2 separate regions of the Gossypium hirsutum genome follow, and region 1 is linked to region 2. Evidence: chromatin contacts called from public Hi-C data. All regions are on one chromosome and are shown on one strand. Each heading gives the region's core, a stretch centred on a gene start, on an enhancer-like site or on the middle of the called end of the contact. The rest is flanking DNA. Distances are from core to core; before and after follow the strand shown. Region 1 has its middle 19 kb from the start of LOC107913508. Region 2 holds the start of LOC107907782.

Region 1 (6,131 bases), core at 1,249-3,748, 140 kb after region 2:
CAATCTTTAATGTAGCACGATTGAATGGTAATGTATGAGATAATTGATGATCCGAACACACACTAAAAAATAATGACCAAGCAATAGATAAATGTTAACAAGAATAGCAACAATAATTTTAATCCTATTATGCAAACATCTATATTACCAATTAAACATCAAATGAATTAATAATCGATTTTAAAAATGTATACTAAGAAAACAATGGCAACAAGAGAAATCACAATCAATAAATTATACATGCCAAAATCTTAAAATGAACAATATATATATACCAAACATAATATTTTTCTTTTAAAATAATGCCTAATAAACCTGAAATAATAATACATAATGAATTTAAAAATAAATATATAATAAATCTAAGCTAATAATACATAAAATTTTATGATGCTAATAATATATTGTAATTTAAAAATAATACATAATGAAATTTGACGCTAATATATATGATTGTAATATATATAAAAAATTTAAAGTGTAGTACGTAAGTAACATATACATATATATAAATAGATAAATAAAATATAATAACATAATTACAATATCAATAAGGCTAGTGGTGACAATGATAATAATAATAAAGAATATTAAACCAATTAAAAAAAACAAAGAGGATTAAATTGAGTTTTAAACAAAATTAAAAGGGGAAAAATGTGAATAAAACAAAACAGAGGGCCAAAATATAATGCGTGAATTACTTGGGGGACCAAGCGGGAAATACTCCCTTCCTTCAAAATGCGGCATTTAGACCCGGACTGAATTGAAACAAATTCAAAATTCATGCGGGAAATTTACAAAAAAAAACAAAAAATGAAATTAAAAGGATGGAGTAAAAAGGAGGGATCGAAGGTGCAAATAGACCACACAACAAAAAATGCGCGGATCCTCCCCGGGTCGAACCACCGCGCCGGTTATTGAAGTTGGATGGTTAATACGGCACCGTTTTAATACCACTGAAACAGGCCCTAAACAGTGTCGTTTTATGCACTATAAAAATCCTTTCTTAACCCTCAAATTAGAACCCTAGGCCAGCTTAAACACCAGCCCCCAAAGTCGCCCCTTTTTTTTGCGCCGCTCTGCTCATCGATCCTTCAAAAGGGATCTCTAAACCCCTGCTCAAGCTCCGACGGCGACAGAGAGAACAGGGATTCGACGACGAGGTATTTTCCCCCTTTTAATTTCTTCCTATTGTTTCCTTTACAAATCACGAATCAAATAAGCGTTGAGAAGAAAAAAACTAAAAGAAGACTAGAAAATGAAAGAACTGAATCACCTTTCTGTATTTCAAACTTTTTGTATTTTGTATACGTAAAAAAGGAAAAGAAGATCCTTTTACAAATTCGAAAACGACTTTATATAGCCGAAAATAAAATAGAAATTTACAGGAAATTTTTTAAAAATTTTGGCTATTTTTCTCTGCTATTCCCGTGTATTCTGCTGCTGTTGCTGCCTTTGTTGCGTTTGTTGCGTTTGCTGCAGGTTGTTGTAGGTGCGAGGCCGTACGGTGACGTGGCATGGCTCGGCGCAGTGCATGGAGGCTACTGTTGCGACGGCTGGAGTTTGCAAAAACCCTAGGGTTTCTTGTTTTCTTAGCTTTGGACTAATTTGAGCTTTAGTTATTTGGACCGGTGTAATGGGTGTAGGTTTGGTTTCATTTTTGGGTATTTTGTGTTTGGGTAAATTAATTGGGCCAGGGTTAGGTTAGTGGGTCTTAGTGAGTTTGGGTTAAGCTATTTTGGTCTGTAATTGGGTAGTTGGGTTAATAATTGGGTTGTGATATTGGGGCTTAGTGGGTTTGATGTATTTTAGATTTGTAATATGGACTGATGGACTTTTAATAATTTTTGTTTATTTATTTATTTCTGATTTGGGCCGAGAAAATTTGGGTTATTACAGGTTTTTGGTTTCGAAATGTCTTTTGTAAAATGGGGGAGAAAACCCATCTTTTTAGGCTGGACTGTTTGGCTTCCCTAAGAGCCACATATTTGTGTCAACTACTTTAATGTTTTTTTCTGTATGCTTTTCAAATTAATAAATGAGTCCAATTAATTCTTAAAAAAAAAACATGTGAACATGATTTTTTGTACGTTGATATTTTAATGAGAATAATTAATTATTTGGATTAAGGGATCAAATTATATCAAATTGAAGTAGAGACGTCCTAAAACTTTTTAGGATGGTAAAGGACCAACGTAAGAGGCGTCCTAAAAAATTATAATTAAGTCCTTTAATTTCTTTTACAATTTTTAACTCTAAAACTTTTAATTAAGCCATACAAAAGTTTTTAAAATGTTAAAAAAATTAATTAATTATTAAAAAATTTAATTAGATCCCTAAAGTTTTAATTTATTACTGTGATTACAACCAATAACCAAATGCCATTCAATAAAGCAAACCATACATTAAAATTGAACCCAGTTGTCATTAGAGACAGAAGCGTGTTGGAATCTAATCCTATCTTTGTTGAAAGACAAAATGGTCCTACCACTCACAACCCATGGCATCTTTTTGCCTTTCTTTTTTTCTATATAAACCCACATTTGTTCAGTCTATACTTCTAATATCTTAGCCTAAAGGCATTAATTACATTATGAAGCCTCAAAGCCTCTCCGGTGATAATAATAGTAATAATAATTCAGTGATGGCTGAATCAAAGGGGAGGATGATGATCAGGGAAAGGGTGAAGCAAGCATGCGAGGCGGCCATGGATGCCATGGCTAAGAAAGGGGTTCAAAGAGGGCATAGGGTTCTTATTTCCAAAGAAATAGAGAGACGAAATGGGAGCCACTATACTGATGAACCCATAAGAACCATGATGTTCTTGGGTTCTTGGAGCCACACCTAGCTAGCTTCTCTTCTATTTTTTTTATGATAATCTCTTGTAGAGTTGGAGGTGTTTTCACGAAGATAGTGCAACTATATATAGGGTTTCTGATTTGTTAAAATATAGGCCTAAAATATGAAGAGTTGACGGATTTAAAAGTATAAACTGTGGAAATAAATAAGGATATAAAACTATTGTTAATTATGACGATGATGGTGGTGGTGATGGTGATGAAATGAAGTGCTTTGTATAAGTTGTTGATGTCCTAATATATTTTTGCAAATTCCTTTTTGTGCGTTTTAGATCTGATAAAGTTAAAGGGGAGAGAAGGGAATTTGTTTATTATGGATAGTGGTACTTTATGAGAAACATTTAGGGTATTATCTTTAATTGGAAAAATGGTTAATTTAGGTACTAAAGTTTATTTATTTTCTTACTTTGGTCTTAATTAATTTTTTGTCACTTTGGTTTTAATTATTGTTTTATCATTTTAGTTCTTAATTTTCTAAATTTAGTCTAATTGTTAAAATTTTATTAAACTATTAAAATTTTAATGACACTAGCAAGGCAGCGCAAGTGATAGTTTGCATGTACTTTATTGCTAACATGGATAATTTGCTTGAATTTTTTATGGACTTTAAAAAAAATTGAAATCTTTAATCATTTTTATTAATTTTTTGAAATTTTATAAAGTATATGAATTGCCAATTGACAATGTCAGTGCAGTTAAAATTTTCATAGTCCAGACAACTTTTACATTTAAGAAAATAGAATTGGAATAAAATTTGAAGGTCAAGGGTCAAAATGACAAAAGAAGTAAACATTACAAGTTAAATATATTATTATGTATTTTTATTTTTAAAACGTGTAATGTGGTATCTTATTTGGGTTAAACTTCACTCTATTACTGTAAAACTTGTGAAGGTTGAATATGAATGGATGGATGTTAGTTAAATTATGATTTTGTATGATACTGGAATTAACAAATTTTTAATTAATGTAGTTAAGATGGCTTTCATCAAATCGCATATAATAAACATGGTCATCATGTTACCATCACACAACTTATTAAAGTTTCATCTCATAAATTTTATAAATGTATAATTAGTGGTATCACATCTCAGGAATTTTGAGATTCAAGCTTTTAAGTTAGTGCAATTTTTTAGTCTACATTTTATTTTTATTTAATTCATATATTGATTATAAGTATAATTGTGTTTGTTTGTTGTATTAATCTATGTTGATTGTAGTTATACGAATATTATATTAATTGAATTTGTAATTTTAGAAAAATAAAAATATTTAAAATTAGTTTGAAATATATTTTTAAAATTGAAAGGAAAAAAATTAAAGAGTAAAATTTGTACAAAACTTATGTTTCAAAAATAAATATTATTTTAGAAAATAGTTAAAAAATATACATAAATTTTATTTTATAATAATAAAAGAAATCATATTTTATCATGTATGATAGTTTTATTTTTAAAATGTACAATTTCACATATTGATTTATTTTGATGGGTGTGTAAATTTATACATTCTCAAGATGTCACTAATTAAAAGAAATAAAAAAAAACCATATTTATTTTTTATTATTTCTAAAATAATTTATTAATTTATGATTGATGTGTTTTAATATAGTTTACTCACACATTATGAATTTATACAGGGATAATGCATCAAATATAAATTTTTTATACATATATTAATTATATTTTATAAGATGATATGATATTCAAAATTTATATGATAATATGACTTGCAATCAATCATACATTGACAGAAAGTAGGGACAATGCTAAGGGATACGCAGGGTCCTAGTCATCCTAAAATGAAAAATTATTATTTTAGTCCCTTAAAAATTTACTTGATAGTAAAAATATATTAACCCTCAAAAATGAAAATTTTTTAATTTAAACCCTTTAAAATTTTAAAATAACAAGATGAAATTATATTTTAACCCTTTTAATTTTGCCCCAAAGATAAATTTTTGGCTTCATCCTTGATAAAGAGATAAGTAGTGGCCAAATAATGGGTGTTGTTGTGGGGGAGAAGTTTCATTGCCGCTGCTGAAGGCAGCTCATTCACTCAAGCTAACATTACTATTGCACATACAAGCTATGATGGTAACTGATTATTTTCGCAATTTTTAGCTGCACCAACCTTTTAAATTATTCTGTTTTGGCCTAACCAAGTAATATATTCGATTATGCATCCTTGTCTTTGCTTCTCCCAGAAACAAACGTAGCAATCAGGTATAGCTATAACTTAAGTTTTTTGCTGTGTTAAGCACTATAGAACCTCAAATACCCATAGTATGACCATGTTTGAATATGTACAACTATTAGTCTTTGGAAATAAAAGTATACCTTGGCTGTTGTTTTTTTGCTGCATATCAATGGAGTGATGTTGTTGGGTTCCTTTGTTTAGGTCATTGAGGAATGATATCTGGTTGTTTGAAGTGGTGGTGCATGGTTTGCTCATGTTGTATTGAACTCTCAAAGGCAACTGGATGAAACTTGGTGCCACAGTTACTGATGTTGGAACTAATGGTATGTTGATGACCCAAAGTAAACAAGTGAGGACATGGGCTAGTGGTAGATTAACAAAATGCAGACGAAGTTTAATTTCCTACTCTTTAAAGTATAGCTTTGCCAACAAGAAAATATCTGATCAAGTTTCCTTTTATCCGATTGGGTTAGGTTTTAGGCCCATCCAGCCCCAAAGCTGAATCCAATCCCACTCCACTGTATTATCATACTACTATACCTTACAAGTGGAAAGGTGGTACGTACAACAGTATTTCTTCTTTGCTTGGGACTAATACCTTCACTTTTTCACTTTTCTTCCTCTTCTTAACCATAATTTCCTCCAAAACAAAGAAAAATAATATATAATATGATGCTGATTATGATACAGGAAGCAATCAATGTTTTTTTTATTTCGTTTTGAAACATTAATCAGCCAATTAACCATAAAAATTTAAAGGGTGAAGTACAAAATTAATCATTTATATTTACATGTTGATCCCTAAAATTTTAAAAAATATTATATAATCACTAACGTTATTGATTTCTTATGTAATGACAATCTCACATGGTAGATTAATAGGTGCTAAAGTTATGAAAGGGAGAAGAGAATTGAAGAAAAAAAAAGAATTAATTGAAAAAAATATAAGAACTATCTGTGTAATTTGACAAAATTAAAACCTTATAAGTGAAGAAGTGAGCATGTCCTGCACTCTTAACGTAATAAATAAATGATATTATTGATCATATAGTAATTTTTAAAATTCAACAATTAA
Region 2 (6,168 bases), core at 1,588-4,087:
AAATGAAGGTTTGAAGACAATCACGGAACAGAATAGTAACATGTCTGTCGGTGAAGGGAATGTTCAAGCAATTGTTTCTCATATTCTCTCATCAAAGTTTCCAAAGGTACGTGTGTCCTCTCATTATGTTATAAACAAACCTGATTTTAAGCTCTCAAGGTTACATGAATTCTTGCAGAAATTTAAGGTCGAGCGCATCACCCAACACACCTTGCAAGGGAAGATGGTACTTGAAGTTGAGGTTACCATGCCACCAGAGATTATGATCCGGTAAACAAGCTTTCCTTCTCGTTTTAGATTCATAATTTGTTCAGATTTTGCCTTGGAGGTTCAAATTCAATATAAATGTTTGCCTAAATGCAGCGAAGCCATGGACACAGCGAAGGAAGCAGAGAAGGAGATAATGAAGGCAGCTTCAAACATTGTTAATGTCAAACTGCAGCTGAGATTGGGACGCCCAATTCCACAATTCAGATATATTTAACAAAACTTCCAATATTCAAGAAACCAGATTTCTCTGCCCTACCCTTAAACCTAGTTTGCTTTGCCCTACTGTTCCCCTCTTTTGCAAAATGTGAAAGAAAAAAGAAATTACTGTTGCTATAGGTATATCTTGATTTGCTTACAAATAAAAAGGAGATGAAAACTGATATAAAATTAAGAGCCAAAATGATCAGATAATTGTAGTCTGAATTTTTTTAGTCTACATTGTATTGTTTCAGAAAAGGATATCATCATTTCAATGGCTCTGAAGCAGGTAATAATATATATTTTCATAAATAAATAAAAAGACAGTGAAGTTGAAGCGAGGAAGAAGGCTCAGAAGGATCCATTGGTGATTTTCTAATCACAAAAGGGCGAAAAAACCCCCTTCATAAAATAGGTAGTTTTCAACATCACAGCCTCCCCCATCTTCTGTTATTGAAAACAAAACCAGAAAAAAAGATAATCAAAGCTTCAGAAATTCATCACTTGGAGAAGAAAAAAAAATGTAAAGAGAGAGAGAGAGAGAGAGAGAGAGAGAAGAAGAAGAAGCGATTCCACGGCAATTGCTTCAGCTGCGGGCGTAACTATAAATAGAGAAAAATTGAAAATTAGGGTTTAGGGGTTGCGTTGGTGAGGGGCATGCTTAACTTCGATTCTCGGAGTCGGCGGATAGCTAATTGGGTTTGGGCATTGAAGGGATCCCTTCATAATCTGAGCTTTAGCTTCTTCGTAGTTAAAAAGCCCATTTGTTTATTTTATTTATTTAATTTTGAAATGGACTTTTTCTATACAATAATCATTTTAATTGAAATAAAATATTTAATATTTTAATTATGTTTGATAACCATTCTAATTTTTAGATTAATATAAAATTTTTAATAAAAAGAAAAAAAGGTGTTGAATAAATAATTAGATAATTACTTATCGCTTAACATAGAAAATATTAAGTTGAATTTATTTTAATTAAAAATTTAAATAAATTATCTTTTTAAAAAATATTCAAATTATCATATTTATCATTTATTCAAAACTATCCAAAATAATATAAAATATTATACTAACAATTTTTTTTTTGAAAATGCCAGCTGATACTATTAATAGAAAAAGAAAGCAATTCATTTATAGGCCTTAAAGACTAATGACCCTACAACTGTCCATCCCTAATTGATCACCAAAATAATGCTTTGAAACTCACAAAAACAAAACAAAAAGTAATGGAAAGCACACAGAACAGACACAAACTTGGAAATGAAACCAAACAAACTCAATCTTAACAAAGAGAAAAGCCAAGCCTAGAATCCCATTCTTCTCTAGCATTTTAAGCAACATCATTTGTGCATCAGCAACTCAAGAGACCGATTACCCACGAACAACCAATTTCTGACCTTTCAAGCCCCTGTCTTTATCAAAATCCTCGAGTTCATCGGACAGACCAATCGTCACAAAGTCCGGACTCAACTAAACCAGTTATCCGCCATCATCTCTGCCACTCCTATCGCAGTTCACCAGTCCTTCCACTGCACGCGGTACTTCCTCCATCCAGTATAGGGGGTTATCATATCTCCATCCTTCCATCGCCATCCCATGTACCGCTTTATTGGCTTCCCTCGGTACAAATCTAAAACACATTCTTCTAAAATTGGGTGTTCTCCCATTGATTTCTTGAATCATACTGCTAATACATGATCTATCTTCTTTTGTAGAGTTTAGTTTTCTAATTACAGTTAGCGCGTCTCCCTCAACACATATATCTTGAAAACCTATTTCCTCGGCCATAGTAACAGCCTGCAAACAAGCCATTGCCTCGGCTATAACCGGATCTGAAATATTCTCCCATGAGTAAGTACACGATGCCATCACCAATCCTTCTTTATTCCGCGCAATGACTAGTGAACATGATCTTCGAGAATGTTGATTAAAAGAAGCATCAAAATTAATTTTTACAGCATCATCAACAGGTGGTTCCCACACAAATCTTTTAGTCTCTTGCCTATTCTTCAATATCTCACCCATTTGCGTTATTTCTGAATAATAAGCATTGATAAACCTCACAATTTCATGTGCTCGCTCCCTTATCCCTTCATGGGAAATTCTGTTGCAATTGTACCAAAGAGCCCAAAAAGAAATAGCTCTGATTTTACATGCTTCATTACTATAATTCTCAAACTCTAATGCTAACCATTTTTTCCAATTTGATTCTCTGTTGGTAGTTGAGTTAGTCACCCCCAACTCCCGCTGTACCTGTTGAGTAAAAGTGCAATCCCGAAAAAGATGGCTCACCGTTTCCTCTTCTGCTCGGCATATTGGACAGAGCGTATCCACCACAAGCTTATGGGCTCTCAGGTTATGCATCGTGGGCACAAATTCATTAACAACCCTTCACATATGTATACGAATCTTGGTTGGCACATTAAGAGCCCACATTTTTTTAAAGAACTGAAATAGAAATTCATGTTGTATAATAGAATCTTTCATTGTAATTAGCCATTTATATCCATCTTTGACTGTATAAATCCTTGTATTATTGTCTCTCTAAATTAACGCATCATGTGGTTCATTGCTTGCCAATGGGATCAAAAGAATTCTTTTCAGCTGCTCCTCTCCAACTAATAAACAAATAGCATTTTGCTTCCAGGTAACAGATTCCCTCTCGATTAATTCAGACACCTTAGAATATCGAATATCAATATTCTGACAGTGCACCCTACCATTTTCAGGCCCTGGCAACCATGCATCATTCCAAATATTTACTATAGTGCCGTCCTCAATTCTCCAACCCACCCCCTCCTCAAGGAGTCGTCTAGCTCCCCAGATACTTCGCCAGATATACGAAGGGTAAGAACCTAATCCTGCACTCATGAAGTCCCCTCTTGGGAAATATTTTGCCTTCATTACTCGTGCAAACAAACAATTAGGCTGCGTAATAATTTTCCACCCCTGATTCGTCAATAGGGTCATATTAAATGTCGATAGTTCTTTAAAACCCAGCCCCCCTTCGCTTTGGGGACACACATATCACTCTACTTGCACCAATGAATGCCTTTATTGGTTTTTGAATTCGCCACCAAAACTTACACATTATGTTCTCAAGTTCACGACAAAATGAAACTGGAAACATAAAACACTGCATCGCGTAGATCGAAATAGCTTATAAAACGAACTTTAAAAATACCTCCTTACCCCCGGACGATAAATAGCGCACATTCCAGTTATTCATCATCTTAACAAAACGTTCTTTAATTCTAACAAAACATGTTTTTTCCTACGTCCAACCATTGTTGGCAATCCCAAATACCTCTTTGGATTATTAGAAATTTGAACTCCCAAGATTCTCCTCACTGATCCTGCATTTCTTGTCCAACGTTCCCACTGAAATAGATTAGAGACTTGTCAAAATTAACCAACTGTTTCGACACTGTTTCATACTCATTGATAACATTTTTTATAATATTTGCACCCTTAATCGATGGCTCTCTAAACAACACACTATCATCAGCAAAAAATAAATACTTCACCGAAATACCACTTCTCCCCACCCTTGCCCCAAAAAGCTTCCCTTCCCTCTTGGCCATGTCAAGTAACCGCGAAAACCCTTAAGCACAAATTAGGAACAAATATGGACTTAAGGGATCTCCTTGCCTCAACCCTCTTGTAGGCCAGAACTCATCCCCATATGCCCCATTAATCACCATTATATACAATACACTAGTGACGTACCTCATTATAAGTGATATCCAATCCTCACAAAAACCCATTCTACTCATCATTTTCTCCAGAAAACACCACTCCACCCTATCATACGCTTTTCTCATTTCGAGTTTTAAAGCAAAGCCACCATTCAAAGTCCATTTTCTTTTTTTGAAAGAGTGCAAGATTTCATATGCCACAAAAATATTGTTTGTGATTTTCCTTCTTGGCACGAACGTCCTTTGGGTGTCATCGATACAATAGTTAAGCATCCGACGAAACCTATTGACTAACAGCTTCGAAATAATTTTATATGTTACAGTATAAAGACTAATAGGTCGAAATTGACTTGTAGTTTTTAGTGAATTCATCTTAGGGATAAGTACAATGTTTGTATGATTCACCTCTTTTAAATTCCGTCGACCATTTAATACATCCAAACAATGTATAGTAACATCATCTCCTACCACATGCCAATACTTTTGAAAAAATATTGCAGGAAAGCCATCCTTACCCGATGCCTTAAGAGGAGTTATGGTTGTCATTGCCTCAACAACCTCTTCTACTTTAAATTCCATCATTAAGCCCTTCCGTAATACATGGTGATATTACCGAGAGTAATCTATCGCAGTTGCTAACCTCTTTTAACGAAAACAAATATTTAAAATAGCCTGTAGCAATTTTAGATATCTCATCAAAATCTTTAACCCAACTCCCAGAATCACTCTCCAGCCCCTTAATCATGCTCTTTTTTTTTCGATGCACTCTTATGAAAAATGCTGTGTTTTTAACCCCCATCCGAAACTAGTTGATTCTCGCCCTTTATTCCTAAAATAAAATTCAACTCCAGTTTAATCTCTGTAATCTCTGCCAAAACTACATCATTAATCTCATCTGCACTTAATTCAAGTAGTTTAGAATTTAAAATTGTCGTTCGTCGCTCCTTTAATACTTTTTCATTTTTTCCCAATTGCTCAAGCTTACTCCATCTCTTTTAACTTCACCAAATTATTCTGCTCAGTCGAGTTCCAACCACTTTTAACTCTCTCTTCAAAGTCATTATCCAGTATCCAATCAATATTGAAATGAAATTGGTACTGTCTTTCCCTAAATTGCAAACTCCCATCCCCATTTGTATCCACAACCACCAGGCAATGATCAGAAAAGCTATGTTGCAAGTGGTTCACCGAATACCCTGTAAAAAGTTCCCACCATTCTGGATTAGCTACCTCTATGTCCAGTATTTCCCTTATATTATTTCCAGGCAACCTACCTCTCTTCCATGTGTATCATTGCCTAGAAAAACCCAAATCGCTCATCTCGCAATCTTCTAGCACTTCCCGAAAAGCAACCATATGTCTTTCCTCTCGAATTCTTCCCCCTTGTTTCCCAAATGAGAACAGAATTTCATTAAAATCTTCTAGAATCAACCATGGCTTATTATTCTCGCACTTCAGATACTTTAATAACTCCCACGAATCTTTTCTAGCATGCTCCACAAGCGCTCCTTAAAAACTCGTGAATCTCCATATTGCCATATCATTCCCTCATCCTCCTCCACTTTAATATGGGACTTTGAAAATTTTTTTAATGATATATTTAACCCCTCTCTCCACCCTAACGATAAACCTTGTCTCATCCTTTCCACATCGACATCAATTCCATACTCAAACCTACATTGCCGTATAATTTTCTCCTTACAATTCCTAGTAACCTTTGTTTCTATAAGAAACAAAATTTGAGGCCGAATATGTCTCAACTTATTTTTGATACGTCTAATGGTTCCGTGGCTGCCCCAAACCATAAACATTCCAACTGAGGATTTTTATTGTGCTCAGTTGGCCTGCTTGCTTGTAATAGCCCGATTTTAGGCTTAGTCGGAACAGTGGTTTCGGGACCACAAATCCGACGAAAAAAAAATGTAATGGCTTGAATTTTCAGAGGTGTCGGAACGGTGATTCGAGATCACTAAATTCGACAAATGGGTAGAAAATA

What was found. A called contact is a pair of places that touch in the nucleus more often than the background predicts.
Region 1: a contact with region 2 is called in a Hi-C map of leaf, with 2.0 times the contacts expected there. The contact joins the enhancer-like site here to the promoter of LOC107907782 in region 2. A contact is called at or near these places in 4 of 34 Hi-C or Micro-C datasets (all in leaf).

What each region holds. Positions count from the first base shown.
Region 1 is chrD08:12,494,628-12,500,758 of Gossypium_hirsutum_v2.1, forward strand. No RefSeq gene overlaps it. Among protein-coding and RNA genes, the nearest start is that of LOC107913508, 19 kb to the left of the region's middle. Within about 2 kb of position 2,499, at least 7 of the 9 cell types and tissues checked have an H3K27ac peak or open chromatin away from gene starts, as enhancers often do. A contact at or near this core is called in leaf, where this site is marked.
Region 2 is chrD08:12,350,887-12,357,054 of Gossypium_hirsutum_v2.1, forward strand. LOC107907782 reads right to left here and starts at 2,838. Exons shown (of 1, transcript XM_016835101.1): 1 at 1,954-2,838. The coding sequence starts at 2,838. The coding sequence ends at 1,954. It overlaps LOC107913473 (metal tolerance protein C1), which reads left to right. Exons shown (of 12, transcript XM_016842074.2): 10 at 1-106; 11 at 179-270; 12 at 364-706. The coding sequence ends at 484. It overlaps LOC121220655 (small nucleolar RNA Z155), which reads right to left and starts at 745; the gene lies at 668-745. It overlaps LOC121220654 (small nucleolar RNA R41), which reads right to left and starts at 909; the gene lies at 812-909.